2 separate regions of the Hordeum vulgare genome follow, and region 2 is linked to region 1. Evidence: chromatin contacts called from public Hi-C data. All regions are on one chromosome and are shown on one strand. The core of a region is the stretch at or near the end of the contact, and the rest is flanking DNA. Distances in the headings are between cores, read along the strand shown.

Region 1 (2,700 bases), core at 130-2,629:
AGTATTGCACATCTAAGTCCTATATCATTGATCTTACGTGGAGATTCGTGTGGGTATTTTCTTTTCCTTTTTTATGATTGATTTAGTCATTTAGATGTGCAATAACTATGACACATCTAGATGTGTCCTAGACACACCCTAAGTTAAAATACTCCAAAAGTAGACAATATGACTTGCTCCCTCCGTCCCAAAATAAGTGTCTCAACTTTGTACTAACTCTAGTACAAAATTGTACTAAGCTTGAGACATTTATTTTGAGACGGAGGGAGTACAATATTTCTAACTAACGTCCTACTGGCACATAAACCTTTTTTTCAACTCACAGTCATCTTCAACGAGGTATTAGTGTAGAGCTATTAGGTAAGGATACTCAAAAGTTGCCTATGTGGATTTAAGCACATCTGAAACGTTACAACCAGATTATTCTATTTCATCTTCTTATTCATCTTTATCCTAAGACTCTCTTTCTCTTAAATATGAATATTAGAAGCGGGGCTCTGGAACAAGGAGATACCTTGTGTTTCTTTCTAATCAAACCGCAGATAATGAATAATAATTAAACTTGCAGTGGAACTGTGCAACCAAGAGTGAATCCTGGAGTAGGGAACTGGGTCAGTAGGACGTGGAGACAAGGATAAGAGCAGATCATCCATGGGCACGAAAGAAGGGGAGCGTTGTGCCAGGTGCGTGGATTGGGGAGAAATTGGATGGATAGTCCAAATAAGGTAAACAATGGTCTTGATATGCTGAAATCCACTGATAGAGCTTAAGATAACTCCAGGGAATCCTCACCCAAACCATTGCAACAACACAGTAATAAGTTTCAGAAAGTGGAAGCATTATAAGTTCACGCATGGATCTAAAAGGAAAACACAAACAATTTGAATGCACCCAAAAGCAAGATGAACAGCTCCTGCTCGTTTGTAATTGCACACCAACTGACATCGCCCCGATACCCTAACTCTTCATCCGTACATCGAAACAAATCAATCCAAGAACACGGATCGATCGACCTGCACCTAAGAACTCGCGGATGAACAACCGCGCAAAAATCGCAGAAGAGAATCCGACCAGCGTCGCACAGATCCCGAAGTCGCGAGATAGAACAATCGCCGCGTGAGCTACATAGAAGTGTCGAACGAAAATCCCCCTCAAATCAAATCAACGTATAACAGGACGCAATCGGACCGAGACACGTCGCACCACGAGAACTAGGGATGGATTCAGCGTCGAATCGCGACCAAATCCAGCGAGATCGGGTTAGGGTTCGATACCTAGGAGAAGGGGACGGAGGGGGAGAGTGCCGACTTCACGCGGGTGGCTTGGGTGGGGGGAATCCTCTCCTCTGGCTGTCGGCTGCTTAGGAATATCGAGCGATAATAAGTTTCCGCTGCATTATTATATCGCCTGGTGGTGAGAGAGCTCGGTGTCGGCCCGCCGCAGCCAGATCGCCGTTAGATGGACCGTGCAGCCCATCCTGGGAGGCCCGTTTCTTGTCAGCCGGATCTTCATGGCCCAAACCCTAGACAAGTAAGGCTGCGCTTTGGGAGGGGCAACTCGCTTGGTCGGCAATCCCGGGCAACTAGGCCCTCCCAATGCTCCACGTCGTACCGATGCTACCCCGCGTCCCCTTCTGTTAGGGTTTTACGTCCTCTCGCGGGTGACGACGGCGATCGTCAACTGCGTTGAGATCTTACTCCCATGCGACCTCCTCTCGTCGCCGTCTTGCTGGAGACTTGTGCTCCAGGCCCGGGGATCGGGGATAGTTTCGGTTTATGGACAATCGCCCGTTGTTTCTTCTTCACGGCAAGAGAAATCATGGCGACGAAGGCTTCTACCTCGGGTGCTTCTGATCTGGAGGCCATGATGGAGGAGCTCGGATTGAACGAAGAAAACCTGCAAGATGTAGTTGTGGATGAAAAGGATCTCCCTGAAGAATCCACACGTTGGATGGCGATCGCTAGGGTTCATACATCCAAATCGTATAGCCAGTACTGGTTCTACCGCACTATGAGGGTCACATGGGATCTAGCGCAAGTGAAAGTGCAGTCATGCCCTTAATCGAGTTTTGGTGTTAATGACAACACATACATAGGAAACTAATCTTATTTGTTGAGTGTATCTCAGGATGGATTTTAAAGTACTCTTAGTAGATCGGGAATTATGTGCCAAGGTGGTGTGAGAAGATCGGGACTTATACGTCAAGAAGGCTCGGGATTGAGAAACAAGATGATGTAGCCTATCCTTTAATTTACTATTCTTGAGTATAGGGATCCTGCACTATTAAGAGGGGATCACGGGTTTTGCGATGAAATTGCTCAAACTACATCTCTACTTTTCTGCTCATACCACATCTCCACTGCTCTGCTTTGATCTCAAAACAGAACCAATGCCTCGTACATCCGGCTTCCTCCAGACGTCCGAGGGCCGGACGCCCGACCACTTCGGAAATCCGGAACCCTATACTAGAGCCAAAGTCTCGGACATCCGCCTCCCTCCGGACATCCAAGGACCGGACGCCCGACCACTTCGGAAAACCGGAGCCTTGCACCAGAGTCAAATACCTCGGACTTCCGGCCTTCCCTTGTCGTCTGAGGGCCGGACGTCCGACCACTTTCGGAAATCCGGTGCCCTTGAACAGAGCAGAACTCTCGGACATCCGACCCTCTCTTCGGACGTCCGGTCCCTGTTCGACTGCAC
Region 2 (2,700 bases), core at 47-2,546, 480 kb after region 1:
AAGGCAAGATTGTGTCCTGTAGCTTACTACTACTACACGATGAACACTTAAAGGAATTTGACGGACACGCTGCGACATATAGTAGTAGTATCATATTTTCATCACTTCCATGCTTAATTAATCAAATCTCCAATACGCGGAATCGCATCAAAGCTTGGACCATGGATCGTGAACACTGTACGTGACACACGAATACGTCCAATCTTCATGAATCTCTATAAACGTATACTTATACATACATAAAAAAGAAGGAAGAAAAAGGCGAGCGGGTTCATGACGTGCGCTCGGCTTATTTGTTGTTAGGGAAGGAAGGAACACCTCTGCTTCGTCTCCCTCTCTCGGTTGTTGCGCAGTCAGTAGCTCGGTGATGCCCGTGTCATGAAAAAGACAGCGGAAAGCTCATCTCATCGCCGGCGACCCAACCCCAAGCGACAGGTCTCGCTCCGCGGCCTACATGCGCCATGCGTTTCTCCCTTTTCCTTTCTTACTTCGAAAAAACGAAAAGTTCGTTTTTTGCTTTTCCAACCAGAACGAAGATAGTCTGTGCCCTCACTGGGATGTTTCCACGGGGCATGGGAAATGCGATGCTTTCTTAATGCTTAATCGATCTTCTTGGTGGTGTTTCTTCCTTGGAAGGCGGAACTCGTGGCGATGTTGGCAGTCTCCATCCACCACCTCTGTAGGATCCGAGCCGGTTAAATCGTGTCGAGTAAAGCGTGGATGCTACTTGTATTTTGGCGTTTGACAAAATTGCGCAAGAAAGGTGGCCGATATACACAAGTTGTCTTCACAAGTGAGTAGCTGCTGCTGCACAGCCCATCTGTGATCTGTCTGGTTTTGTGTTTCAAGATTTGTCAGGTGGTGTACCACTGACGCGGACTGCAGTTCTACCCACCTGCCTTTCATTTTTTTTCCTTTGATTTCGAGGTACATAGCGTACGTACCTATTGTCCGCCGGATACATTCATGCATGCTTCTGATCAGGGTGTACATTCCCCCACAAGTCACACACTAGTCAAATCTCATCAATATCACTGGGTACGACCACGGCAGACAATGACGGCAACGGATAGTGTGAGTGACTGTATCAGACACAGACAGCAACACTTACTGAGGCCAATCCAATGCTTTTCCCGCTCCTTCGTGTGGCTCGATCGAGCTACAGGAGCACCTATACGTACGATATCGCAAGGAAGTTTGGTGATTCTCACGAAGCAGATGTGCAATGCAACGCAAGGGGGGCCAACTTGCAGAAACGTTGGCACCCGTCGGCTGTGCCCACAGGTACAGGGGCCGCACGGATGGACAGGGAGACCTCGCTTTCCAAGCTTGGAGCGCACGGCTCGCGCCCATGTTGTGTTGCACCCGTTTGCCGCGGCAGCTCCAACGTCTCAGCCCATGCCTCCCTCATCTAGCTTCGTCATCAAGTTTGAGGGGTTGAGAGGAACGGCCGAACAGGCCAAGGGGACGGATCGCGTGCCAGCACCCAACCCGTTGAATTTTTTGCGCTCTAGCCTATGCAAGCTGAACATGTCACCACTGAACTGTTTCTTTTTTTCAAAAAAGACTCAACTCGTACTGACATGGACCAGAATATATTTGTTTGTCTCATTTTTGGTGCGCTGATTTTTTTGACACAAAATAGCGTGCAGTTTTTGTGTTTTGAGAATCAGTTTTTTTTCCTCTTTTTGTGTGCAACTGATTTTTTTTTCCTTCTGAGGACAATTTGTGTGCAACTAGTGGTGGTGTACACTCTACAGAGCTCCCACTCAGCCAAGCCACAAGTTATAAGAGCATCTACATTCGCGATGAGCAAATTTTATCCCTCAAGCGTCCGCGGATGTATTTGACGGATCAACTCTTGAATAACGCATTCTAAAATCGGACACTTTAAATTAAAAAATTTGAATGTACACGATTGCATTCAACGCAAACCTAATAGTAAGCGGATCTCGTCCGGCTTCGTTGTGCCCATGCCTGACGGCTGTCTGCGCCCCACGTAATGGTGGTCTGGTCACCAACAAGGTAGAGTAGGTGTTAGAGCATATATCTCCATATGTGGTTTTGGTAATTGATGACAACTCCTATGGACTAATGGTTGCTTTAAGTTATATTTATAGGACTTGTCCATAGACACTTCTTGAAGTCCATCTGTTGGGTTCAAGGAGTTTATATGATGACCAAGATGTTATTCAAGGTATTATCCAAAGAATGGTCATAGAAACACTAGGTTGATCAAGATCTCAGACAAAGAGTAAATCAAGATGATCAACACACAAAGCGTACAAGATGTACCGAGAGGGATCAAGTGATCCCATGGTATGGTAAGCATTGTCCATTACGTGTTTGTGTACTAACCCATGGTCTTTGTGAGACTCCTATGTGGGGGTTAGGTGTGCTTCCATTGGGCTTGCGTCAAAAGGAAGATCTCATACAACCCATGAAGGATGACGTCAAGTGGTGATCGTCATCAAGATTGTGGTGTGCAAGTTCAAGCGGATCAGCACGAATATATCATTGAAACTATTGTCAATGATCATGTGCTGACAAGGACAACCTCATGTGCTAACAAGGACAAGATCAAGATAAGCATTCCTGAGCACTACATGCTTGATTCTTGTGGATGTTCACATGGTGGACCGGACAAGTCAAGATAAGCATTCTTGAGAACTTCATGCTTGATTCTTGTGGATGTTCACA

What was found. A called contact is a pair of places that touch in the nucleus more often than the background predicts.
Region 2: a Hi-C map of seedling shows a contact between it and region 1, with 3 times the contacts expected there. The contact joins the enhancer-like site here to the promoter of LOC123425493 in region 1. A contact is called at or near these places in 2 of 6 Hi-C or Micro-C datasets (leaf and seedling).

Annotation. Positions count from the first base shown.
Region 1 is chr2H:126,535,186-126,537,885 of MorexV3_pseudomolecules_assembly, forward strand. It overlaps LOC123425493 (eukaryotic peptide chain release factor subunit 1-3), which reads right to left and starts at 1,380. Exons shown (of 3, transcript XM_045109191.1): 1 at 1,275-1,380.
Region 2 is chr2H:127,014,470-127,017,169 of MorexV3_pseudomolecules_assembly, forward strand. No RefSeq gene overlaps it. Among protein-coding and RNA genes, the nearest start is that of LOC123425496, 94 kb to the right of the region's middle. Within about 2 kb of position 1,297, at least 3 of the 3 cell types and tissues checked have open chromatin away from gene starts, as enhancers often do. A contact at or near this core is called in leaf and seedling, where this site is marked.